2 separate regions of the Oryzias latipes genome follow, and region 1 is linked to region 2. A link is a contact called in public Hi-C data. All regions are on one chromosome and are shown on one strand. Each heading gives the region's core, a stretch centred on a gene start, on an enhancer-like site or on the middle of the called end of the contact. The rest is flanking DNA. Distances are from core to core; before and after follow the strand shown. Region 1 overlaps myo9b (unconventional myosin-IXb). Region 2 holds the start of myo9b (unconventional myosin-IXb).

Region 1 (6,295 bases), core at 1,074-3,573, 35 kb before region 2:
GAATCAAAGCGAATGATCCGAAATACTGAGCGGCCAGAGGAGACAGAATCATACCTGCTTGAGGTAGGAATATTCTTCAGGTGGCAGCAATTTGAATTCTTTCCTTTCTTCCTCTGAAGCACCCAAAAGCAGGTAATAAAACACGTGGTAGTTCCTGGAAAACAATGAAACACTTGTAACACTCGGTACGTCATTGAAAGGACTTACGGCAACGTAAGAAGCTTCCTGCACACAGGTTTAAAGACCATAAAAAACCATCAGGGATTTTTAACATGTTCTCGCAGCATTTTCTAATGGAGGACATTTATAAAAATATTTAAGATTAAAACTGTTTTTGAGTGTCCGGCTGGATGCCTCGAATATTGGGGTTGGAAGGGGCTGTAAGTCAGCAGGAGAGAGTGTAAACAAAGGGATGATGGGATGTCAGTGGAGGCTTACTTCTGCCACAATTTGGAGGCACATTTCTGAAGAACTCCTGCTGCTCTGCAGAAACTATGTCCTAGAAACCAACACAGGGTTTTTGGTTTTGCCTAAAAACAACAGAATCATAATTAAAGGACCACTGGGAACACTTCATATTAAAATGTGACTGAGTGGGACTTTAAAGTTCTTTTACGAGAGTGAAATAATAAATAATCAAACTGATCCGTTTGATGATATCCAACAAGGTGTTTCTACTATAGGAGTCTAATAATACACAAGAACAAGTTCTGCTAATTAAATGCAGGTAAACATGCTATAAAAGGCAATACAAGGAAAAATCAGTTCTGGGAGTTGATCATTTCAGTTTTCTGTGTGCAGACGGTGTAGGAAAGACACACAGGACTAATGAGTTTCCAGTTATCACTGACAAACAGCAGCAGTCCTGCTGAATGTGCAGCTGCTAGTGATTACAAAGACAAACTCCTGCAGATGGACCACTTTAGTCAGAAACCAAAGAACTTTACTGCGTTTGCCACCTCAAAACTCAAACTATTTTTCTACAAGGCAGTCACTAATTAAATTATAACTTCATTTAAAAATTAATAATCAACAATAAATGATTTACTGACACCTTTATGAGCCTTTAAGTGGTTCTAATGGAGATCCGTTTGTCTCTTGACTCTCAGAAAATGAAGATCAGTTCAAACATCATTTCTGTCTTTCCCTTTAACCAAAGACTAGATATTTGTTTGCGGATTAGTCATCCGAGTAGCTGCAGACTTGCAGTCTAGTCTCTAAGTGACTGATGTTAAAACAACACTTTGCATATTGTGAAAAAAGAGAGCAGAAACAAAACAAAGGAGGCAGCCTTCCAGAGGTGACAGACGATGAAGTCACTTCCTGTTACTGTTCTGTTTTTCAGTACAGATATCAAATCCTTACCTTAAAATGGAAAAACCCTCTCATGAACTATCTAGAACTTATATTGGTTTTTCTTCAATAAGATCATCTGCTGCTAGAGGTTACTTAGATCAGTGTTTTTCAACCTTTTCTGAGCCACGGCACACTTTGACCTTGACAAAAATCCCGCGGTACACAAGCATCCAAAAAAAAGAAAAGAAAAGGAGAAACTCATCAGTCTGTATTGATCTGCAGTCCCTCCATGATCTCACGTGCATTTTAGTGATAATTGTGACAGAAAAAGCTGGAAGCTGCAGCTGTTTTTTCTAAAAGATGTTAAGATGTTAAGTTAGAAGATTTAAAAACTGTTTGATGTGTTCGAGGAGAGACTCATTGTGCGCTAAGACGCTGTCACATTAACCCAATGCATCATGGGAGATGTAGTGATGGCAGACAGACTCATTGTTTTGTTCTCTTGTTCCACGGTCTCACACCGGATTCTGTGGAAAGCTACACCGCTAAAGAAGAGCTTTAGCTGGTATCAGAATAAAGAAGTGAAGACTTTAACCACTTCTGATTGGTCAGACTGATGACATGTGATTAAGCCTCCAAGAATGATAGGTGGAGATAGTTAAAGGGGCGGGACTTTTCCTAATACAGCTGAAGCTGTGGCTAAATCGCGGTACCGTCATTCTTATCAAAAATTTTTAATAGAATCAAATAAACACAAAGAAAAAAGTATTTCATGATCTATTCCTAACTACTCAGTGTGTTATCAGGGCCTGTTTGGATGAACACAGAGCTGAAATCCTGGAGATGGAAATGTTTTTAGATCAGTGAATGAGGGCAATTTCCCACTGGTTGAAAAACACTGACTTACAGTGTTTTTGTGTGTGGAGGTTGTAAAGTCTAAAGCCTAACATGTGAAAATCCCAGACTCCTGAGGGAAGCCCTTTGCTCATTAAGCTCAGTGTGGGTGAAAGGTCGAGACCCCCTCCTCACCTCTCGTTCTTCTCTCTGGAGACCAGGCGAGACTTCTCCAGGAGGTACTTCTCCACCACAGCGCTGAAAGGCAGAGAGAAGCAAAACACCGTCAGAATGTGTGCGACCGAGTGAAGGACAGCAGACGACGAAGGGACAGACAGAAAATGCAGCAAAAGGTCCAGATGTGGTCAGATGTTTACTGAAGCACATCACAGGCCATAAAGCCAGTCATCTACTGACCTCCACGGCTGAGACTTCAGAAGAAACCAAGGCCTCATTTCCATATCAGTCGTGAATTCAAACAAGAATACATCAGATTATATTAGTCTGATGTCTCTACAGCTAAACTGTTACCAGCCTTTCATAATGTGCTGAGATTAAAGCTCAGCTGTGAGAAGATCTGGCTTCATGAAGCCGCTATAAAAAGTGTCATCACACGAACCACTGCTAGTTTACATTCAGAGCCATTCTGGAGCAAAGTGTTAATTATGGTGCCACAGCCACAAACACAGAACCTGACACAAGTCATAATCTTCACACATCGACAGAAAGCTCAGACAATCAGTGATATTATGGGCTGTAATGAGAGAAAGAGTGAATAAATGAGTGGAAATAAAGCTGAACCTGCAGCTTGACTGGGTCTAAAACGGTCAGTACTTTCTGTGTAAAAGGCTTTAAATGATTTCAGATCAACAAAAACATCCCATCAGAATCCCCTTAACCCTCGCAAAGCATGATGGGATGGACATGAATGAACACCTGTGTAGATTTAAAGGTTTTAGTCCTAAAATTGGTCATCCATTGAAAAACAATCATATGTTTACAGAATCACAAATAATTCAATCTGCAATAGAAGCTAAATTAAAATAAGCAAATGAGAAGAACTGTGATCTCAAACAAAAGCTGTTAATCCTCAAAGCCAAAGACGGAATCATAAAAGGTGACGATGTTTGAGGAGGAAAACAGCACAGCAGTCCTCTCTGCAGAGGCTGCAGACACCAGCCGTCTTTGTTCAGTTCACAGAGCAGAACTCTGAGGCCATCACTATCTATCACTGACAGTAAGTCACAGAATGTTGACGACTGTCTTCGTTTCATTGACTCAGTTTAAGTTCAAAATGGAGGTTAAATTGCAGCTGAGTGAGACCAAGCACCACTTAGAATAATCACGCTCTATTAGGCGCTGATGTACCGGAGAAATTCTGAAACTAAAGGCCCGTACACACCGGGACAAATATTCGCCAGCGTTTTCCAACACGTTTTTTGTGTTCACACCCAGGCGATTTTCGACGATGAGCCGAGCGAACATGCAATTTCAATCCCTGACATTAGATGGCGCTTAATGTAAACCAGAAATACTCCTGTACACAAGGTGGCGCTGCGCAACTTTACGCTTCTTAAAGTCGCTTTTCACTCAGAAGAAGAGAGCAAGTATTTACGCGCTTGTCAGAATAATAAAGAAAACATGAATATTTCAATCACCAGTAGCTCCAGTTCCAGAGATGAAGAAATTATTGTTCTGTTGATGATGAAAGACGCCGGAAAAGACGCCGATTTTGGGTACATCCCATAGTTACGAGAAGAGAAGAACATGGGGAGTTTTATCGACTGGTACAAGAGCTGAAAATGTATCACGAGCGTTTTCTGGGATATTTTAGAATGTCCGTCAGTGAGTGCATCTTCTTCGTCTTATTTCTTTGCGGCAGTGTAGACGCTACTTGGCGTCTATCTTCTTCGCTGGTATGTGTGCTCAGCAAGGCAGTTTTGTGTTTGAGCGCCCCCAAGTTGTGTTTTACTGTAACTTCAGAAGCTCCAGACATGTGTGCAAAAGCGCCATTCTCATTGGTCGTTTAGTTTTTGACGTGGTGCGTCAAACCAAAAATACGAACCAGAGGCGTTTTTAAAAAATGACGCTTTGACACTCACATTGGTGCCCTTTGTTTAGTCACCAGGCGTTAAACGCCGGCAAATATCGCGCGCGAAATTCGTCCCGGTGTGAACGGGCCTTTAGAAGAGGATGAGGGATTGGTGGCACACAAGCTTTAAGGCCATCAAAGTCATTCATGTTCTCCACCATCATTTCTTTGAGAAACACATTGTTACACTTTCCTTAAGAGCAAACAGGGAAGTGACCAGGCTTAGCAGACTTTACAGCAGCTCCTAACTAGTCTGACTGCTCAGAAAAGGAAGAACATGAGTGGTTAAAGGTTTCGCCCCCCCTTGGGGCGATGCATGAGCAGAGAGTCATGTGACCTGTAGATCCTACAGATGCAGAGCGCCTTTACGTGTCACTGCATCCATCCATTCCAACTACAAACGTGTACCTGCAAACCATGACTCACCCTCGGACCACTCCGCTCTCCAGATAGTTCACCTGAATGAATTTGCCAAATCGACTGGAGTTGTTGTTGTGGGCAGTCTTGGCGTTACCAAAGGCCTAAAAAGACAAAAACACATCAACAAGAAGGAAAACAGAACAAACTTTTGAGAGTGATTGCAACATACAGATGATTTTCCTCATTATATTTAGAAACATATTGCTGTAATTTCTCAAAAATTCAAAGCAAGTGTTGAAAATATATAGAGGTATAACAATATACGACAAAAAGATGGGAGTTATTTGATCAGAGTCCCCTGAAACAAATGAGTTTGAATTTCTTGCAGCTTTCAAACAATGTTGACTGCAAACCGTCGACTTTGAAGCCATATAAGGAAGTCATCCTGTAGCTGGTTTAGTCCCAGCAACAACGATGAAGACGATGATAATGATTCTACCAGCAACAAATCTCTACAGCCACTGAGAACTAAAGAGGGAAGGGTTTGCTTCAGGCATCAGATGAAACTGCAAAGAGGATGTGCATTTGTGTGTCTGTATGCGTGTATGTGCCTGTGTATGTCAGTGTGGTTAAGTCGGCATCTGCAACTCATTTTCTCTTTGCACCCCCCCTCCCTTTGCTTACATCCATTTGCTTTCATGACCTTCTCCTGTGCGTCTGTTTGCGCACACATACACGTGTCTGTACACTCACACGTACACGTGTGTCTGTACACTCACACGTACACGTGTGTCTGTACACTCACACGTACACGTGTGTTTGTACGCTCACACGTACACGTGCGTTTGTACGCTCACACATACACGTTTGTCTGTACGCTCACACATACATGTGCGTCTGTACACTCACACGTACACGTGTGTCTGTACACTCACACGTACACGTGTGTTTGTACGCTCACACGTACACGTGTGTTTGTACGCTCACACGTACACGTGTGTTTGTACGCTCACACGTACACGTGCGTTTGTACGCTCACACATACACGTTTGTCTGTACGCTCACACATACATGTGCGTCTGTACACTCACACGTACACGTGTGTCTGTACACTCACACGTACACGTGTGTCTGTACACTCACACGTACACGTGCGTTTGTACGCTCACACGTACACGTGCGTTTGTACGCTCACACATACACGTTTGTCTGTACGCTCACACATACATGTGCGTCTGTACACTCACACGTACACGTGTGTCTGTACACTCACACGTACACGTGTGTTTGTACGCTCACACGTACACGTGCGTTTGTACGCTCACACATACATGTGCGTTTGTACGCTCACACGTACACGTGCGTTTGTACGCTCACACGTACATGTGCTTCTGTACGCTCACACATACACGTGTCTGTACGCTCACACGTACACGTGCGTCTGTACGCTCACACATACATGTGCTTCTGTACGCTCACACATACACGTGTCTGTACGCTCACACATACATGTGCTTCTGTACGCTCACACATACACGTGTCTGTACGCTCACACATACATGTGCTTCTGTACGCTCACACATACATGTGCGTCTGTACACTCACACGTACACGTGTGTTTGTACGCTCACACGTACATGTGTGTCTGTACGCTCACACGTACACGTGTGTTTGTACGCTCACACGTACACGTGCGTTTGTACGCTCACACAT
Region 2 (6,593 bases), core at 1,210-3,709:
ATTTATGTCCATCCAAAGCTAATGTTGTTAGCCTGTGTTAGCATACTGCTAATCCTGGCTTCCGGCTCCGTTCTTCAACAGAAAAAGCACTGACCACACGGATTAAAATTAAAATGATGAGCGAACAGGCGCTTCATAATATTCATAACATTAATGAAAGCACGTTTAGAAGATCATCTCGTATATGACCGGGCTGAAACATGTCTATGTATGTAGCCGGTCGGCGGAACTCATTTCCTCTTCCGGTATTTCAAACACTGCTGCGCATGTGCGAATGATTTATGTCGAGTGAAAGTGTGACCCATGTGAACGTTTGTTATATTCTGAAAACATTTTTCTGGGCCATCTACACGGTTGGATTCTAATCCGACCATTGATCCCATCAAGATATTTTGCACATGTAACTGCAGCTTATGGTGTGGACTTGCAGCGTGGCGGGGGCGTGGCATCACGATGGTGTCTCTCCATCGTGAGGTCAGTCACCCATCACGATGGACGATGGTATCGTCCATCGGCACAACCCTACTTCCTGCTCTGCTCCATTCTGATCATCCACCTGCAGACAAGCAGTTCCATTGTTTCCCTGGTCTGAGCTGGAATCTGGATCTAAACGGTACGGATGGATGGATCTGATATTGCTACCATTTTGATTGCTATGGCAATGCTAGGTGGGGGTTGATAGACTGTATATGAGAACTGCACTGAGCGATCCCTCCCCAACAGCCAAAATCCCATATCTATAGAGAAATAAACAGCTGTTACTCAGTTATTCAGAATAACCATTCATGCTCTGGTACTTCTTTAACATGTTCTTGATAATCCTCTTCTTTATCATATTTTTTATTGCTTGTTTTCTAAGTTAAAAGCTAACCAATCAGATGCCTCAATAAAAGCATCCTGTGCCCGTTGGCCCCCACCTTTCAGTGGAAGGGGTGTGGACAAGCTTTCTTCTGATTTGGTGACAGTAGATGCCATAGAAACCAGTGGATGACCAACCAGTGGTCAGCTGGCTCCAACATGGCGACGACCGTATGGCGGAAAAAAGGTGACTGAATTGGCCTCATTTTGCTGGAGCCAGAAGGAAAGCACGCTTTATGGATGACGTCACACTCGCCTGGTCCAGTTCTCTCTTATATAGTCAACGGTTCGGGTGTGAGGGGCTGTAAGCATGTGGGACAGTAAACAGATGGATGACGGGAAGCAGGGGTGGGCTTACTCCGTGCCAACAGCCCCATCCGCAACTCAGAGGTGCATATTTCAAGGACCTTCTGCAGAAATGATGTCCAAGAAAACCACAGGTTTTTATGATTTCAGCTAAAAATGGTATAATCCTAATTAGGGAACCAGATCCAAAGTTGATCAGAGAGGGACTCAAAGTGACAGTCAACTGGACAAACTGGACTAATTTTAATGTATGTGTTTACCTCCATACATGACTTCATTACTGTAGGAATATGAGGAAATACCTGATAGTTCATTGAAATACTGTCAGATACTGTCAGGATCCAGTTTTTTTATTTTACTTTTTACTAAATGTTACTCATCTACTGACTAAAGTCTCATTTCCTCTGTTGATGTTTTAATAACTATGACATCAGGGTAAACCAGAGAAACCCAGTCCATCAAGCTGCACCCAGACACACATATTGCCCCATGTGGGGTAGATCACGGGGTCATTGTGTGCCTTTATGGTCCCAACACCAACAGGAACAGTCCAGGTTTGGTGCAGATTACAGCCGGGACCGGGACCGGGACCGGGACCTTCCCACCGTGCGTCACTGACCAGCAGACTGGACCGTCATCGCACCGACAACCTCCGGGATCGCCCCGAAGATCTAAGCAAAGCTACTTTCAGCCACTTCCTAGAGCAGACCGGGCTCTGAATGCCGCTACTTATTTCCGCATAAACTGCACATTTCTATGAAATTCTACAGAAAAGAAAACTAGAAGCTTTTTTTCACCGACATACCTTCTTCTACGGGTCGTTGTCTCATTGTCCTGCTGGAGTCCTCGGTTCTGCCCGCGACCGTTGGAAACTATATAAAAACGCTTTCAGAGCCGGTCGGAGCGTCTCCCGGGTCTCCGCTCCTCCGTTGACCGAAGGCTGCCTCGTCCCAAACGAAGAAGTCCCGGGAGAGTCACACAAAGCTCGGTGTTGTCAAGCTGGAGGGTCGCTGGAGCCAACACCGAGGCGGCCGGGGGCGAACTCGCATCCTTTCCGTTGAGGGAAAATGTCAGACGAAGTCGTTTCCAAAGAAAAGACTAAAAAAGGACGGCTTTAAAAACAGCTGAATGTTTCCAACCAGAAATCGCTTCCACCGGCTAACCGGCGCTAGCCTGCCGCTACTTCCCTTCCGCTCGTCCTAATAACAGCGGCGGACAAAAAGTTGAGGAAAAGGCAGATTCTGAGCAATGACGGCGCCCTGTTGCTGGGACGCGTAGGTTAGAGGACAGCGCCCCCTGGAGGATCATAGCGGTACTGAGACGCGTTAGTTACAGGACAGCGCCCCTTCAGGATCATAGCGGTACTGAGACGCGTAGGTTAGAGGACAGCGCCCCTTCAGGATCATAGCGGTACTGAGGCGCGTTAGTTACAGGACAGCGCCCCTTAAGGATCATAGCGGTACTGAGACGCGTCCCCTTCTGTTACAAAAAACATACCAATAAACATTTTTGGTTCATAATTGTACTGTTGAATAGCTTCAAATCAGTAAATATTACGTTCTTAAATAATACTCTATGCTTATATGCATTTATCCAACTAAATTGAAGCTTTAAAAACATAAATAGAACCTTTAAATCGTTTAGTAGTAATAGTAGTAATATTTATTGGTCTAACTTCATATAAATGTTTTTAAAGTAAGGCTCAAAACCTCCCTTTTTAATCTAGCTTCTAGCTGAAATTTCGAAATATATTTATTTGATATAAATTCTTTAATGTATTCATGATTTTTTTCTACTCATTTGATTTGATCTTTTTATCTATTTATTGCAATCTTAGTGACTTATATCCACCTATTCAGGTTTGTTTATTAATTTTATTTGCTTACTTTTTAGAAGAGTGACGACTGATCAACTTAATCAATTAATCAATTGCATTCCTACGATCCAACCAGATCGATCTGTCTGAGGCAACTTACAAATCAATTCAACCAAACTGATAAACTGATAAGCGATGTGGGAAAATACCATCTGGACTGAGGTACAGCAGGATTATTGTTAAAAAACCACCAATCACAGCAGACAACACGTGTGATGTCATCAACACGGATCAGTCCATCATTCCAGTCCAACGTGTGGACAGACTGTGAATAAAGTCATGTGACCATCCAGTGTCTAGAATGTTCTAAGAATGTTCCCTTTGGATTCTTTGGATGTGGAAAAACAACAGTGGTGAACTTTAGGAAACTAACATGTGAATGGATTTGACATTCATTCTAGTTTACTGGTTGGTTTGGACACAGATTTCATTAACTTGATGATCTGGAAGAAATCCAAGAATCTGGAAAACTGTTCAGTAGCAGGAATTTCTGTCTGAGTCTCACTGCTGGAAGTTTGGATGAAGAGGATCTGGATCCACTTTAGGTCAGAGGATCTGGATCCACTTTAGGTCAGAGGATCTGGATCCACTTTAGGACAGAGGATCTGGATCCACTTTAGGTCAGAGGATCTGGATCCACTTTAGGTCAGAGGATCTGGATCCACTTTAGGTCAGAGGATCTGGATCCACTTTAGGACAGAGGATCTGGATCCACTTTAGGTCAGAGGATCTGGATCCACTTTAGGACAGAGGATCTGGATCCACTTTAGGTCAGAGGATCTGGATCCAATTTAGGTCAGAGGATCTGGATCCACTTTAGGTCAGAGGATCTGGATCCACTTTAGGACAGAGGATCTGGATCCACTCTAGGTCAGAGGATCTGGATCCACTTTAGGTCAGAGGATCTGGATCCACTTTAGGTCAGAGGATCTGGATCCACTTTAAGTCAGAGGATCTGGATCCACTTTAGGTCAGAGGATCTGGATCCACTTTAGGTCAGAGGATCTGGATCCACTTTAGGTCAGAGGATCTGGATCCACTTTAGGTCAGAGGATCTGGATCCACTTTAGGTCAGAGGATCTAGATCCAATTTAGGTCAGAGGATCTGGATTCACTTTAGGTCAGAGGATCTGGATCCACTTTAGGTCAGAGGATCTGGATCCACTTTAGGACAGAGGATCTGGATCCACTTTAGGTCAGAGGATCTGGATCCACTTTAGGTCAGAGGATCTGGATCCACTTTAGGACAGAGGATCTGGATCCACTTTAGGTCAGAGGATCTGGATCCACTTTAGGTCAGAGGATCTGGATCCACTTTAGGTCAGAGGATCTGGATCCACTTTAGGTCAGAGGATCTGGATCCACTTTAGGACAGAGGATCTGGATCCACTTTAGGTCAGAGGATCTGGATCCACTTTAGGTCAGAGGATCTGGATCCACTTTAGGTCAGAGGATCTGGATCCACTTTAGGGCAGAGGATCTGGATCCACTTTAGGACAGAGGATCTGGATCCACTTTAGGTCAGAGGATCGGACAGTTTAAAATGAATCAATAATGACTAGGAATACTATCGTCAACCACATATTATGATGGGAATTGAATTGCTGTTAACATGAATCGTTCCACCCTATTACCTATCCATCCATCCACCCTACCTTCCTACCCGCCTCTGGTTTTTAACTGAATTTTGTTTTTTAAATTAAAAAATGCTTTTACTATGTAAAGCACTTTGTGTTACATAAGTATGAAAAGTGCTTGATTTGAATTCATTTGATTTGTGTGCATTCAATATGCAGTTCTGTGCACGGGAATCTAGCACTTTCAACAAGAAATACTTTAAAAACAGAAATAACTGTTGTTTGATGTTTTTTACAAAATGCAAAGTGAGCAAACAAAAGAAACATGAAAATCAAGTCAATGTCACGTGTTTCCACCTTTGTCATCAAACTAGCATCAGTTCTTTTAGGTCAAGTTGCACAAAGCCGGGATTTCGTATGTTAATTGTCAGGTGATCAACCAGGTATAGCAAACAGGTGCTTATGGTCATCCATGACCCACAAGTGGAATTCAGTCATGAACTGAAGCAGAAGCAGATGTGTGAAAGGAGCGGCTAAACTCTGCTGAAAGACAGTTTCTGCCGCATCAGCAACATCTGTAGCAGAGAAGAATTTCACAGCAGACTGAGCTTTTCAGATGTTAAAGATCTTTTGAAGATGCATTAACCCTTGTGCTATCCTAGGCACTTTAACAGTGGGAGTTGGGTCATCTAGACCCACTAGGCCACATGTGTCAAACTCAAGGCCTGGGGGCCAAATGTGGCCCTCCATGTCATTTTCTGTGGCCCGCAAGAGCATAAAAGTTTTTAATTTCTTAAAATAAAATGAAAAATTGGTGTGTATTTATTCATATCTAGGGGGAATTGTACTTAAACTATCGGATTGGGCAACTAACCTTTAGGACTTAAACACTGTCCATGTAACCTAACCTAACAGAATCAAATGTTAAAGGATTTATGCTAAAGTAACAAGCTAACATTTGTTTCTATGCAACTGTAATTGTCACTTCAAAAAGTTATAATGAATAAATAATGAGTTATTTCACATTAAGGAGTAGTTACTTTTATTTGTCAGTACAAGTTAGTTACATGTATAAGTCAAATCTGGCCCTTTGAGGACAGCCGCTATGCTGATGTGGCCCTCTGGGAAAATGAGTTTGACACCCCCGCACTAGACAGTGCTCTGACCCTTTTTCTTCAGTGATTTGTGATCTTCACTGGTGTCCATGGATTACATGAAATCTTTCCACCTTTATCCACCTTTGTCATGGTAGTGAGAACACGTCAATGGAAGGGGGGGGGGGGGGTCATCTAAGATAGCACAAGGTTTAAGAAACACGGAGGAGCATGAAAACAAAAGAACCTCCATGCAGCAGAAGAAAGACACATCGAGCCTACAATGTCCGGGTCCATCAGAACCAGCAGGAACCAGTTGGATGCAGGCCCATCCTCTAACTTTCCAGAGAACTGTGGTCAGAGATGGTCTTCATAGAAAAGGTGCAGCCAGAAAAACAAACCTTTAACGTAGAAAGAGGCAGAGCGACTCAAGACTGCAGACGCTGGGATGCAGAAACACGGCAACAAGTGCTCCAGACTGACGAGTCAAGGTCTGAAATACAGAACTTTTCCAAAAGAAAAATAATCAAACACCATATTTTCATATTAATAAGCTGGAACCTTAATTTAAATACACATTACTACAATACAATTAACAAATACATACTTGAAATCTATGACTGTAAACAGTGGATCCTGAATCTAAATTCTATGAAAGTTGGATTTTTTAAAAGGAATTATAGAAATGAATACATTTTTACATGATATTCTACATTTTTGGAAAGAGTGTATATTTATAAAGTCTGTTTTCTGCTCCACTTTGCTCTGACAAACGAAGGGCTGCAATACCCCCTACAGCCACGCGGTGTCGCCCTTTAACCAACAAGAACGCCAGCATTTTTCAATGAAATCTTCCTGCACAACATGAAAATTAATTTAATC

The links. Hi-C and Micro-C count contacts between places; a contact is called where the count stands out from the background.
Region 1: a contact with region 2 is called in a Hi-C map of embryo, with 2.4 times the contacts expected there. The contact joins the enhancer-like site here to the promoter of myo9b in region 2. A contact is called at or near these places in 3 of 5 Hi-C or Micro-C datasets (embryo and fibroblasts).

What each region holds. Positions count from the first base shown.
Region 1 is chr4:32,636,814-32,643,108 of ASM223467v1, reverse strand. myo9b (unconventional myosin-IXb) reads right to left here. Exons shown (of 43, transcript XM_023954632.1): 5 at 4,649-4,743; 6 at 2,326-2,388; 7 at 55-154. Among protein-coding and RNA genes, the nearest start is that of use1, 23 kb to the left of the region's middle. Within about 2 kb of position 2,323, at least 2 of the 8 cell types and tissues checked have an H3K27ac peak or open chromatin away from gene starts, as enhancers often do.
Region 2 is chr4:32,601,648-32,608,240 of ASM223467v1, reverse strand. myo9b (unconventional myosin-IXb) reads right to left here and starts at 2,459. Exons shown (of 43, transcript XM_023954632.1): 1 at 1,970-2,459.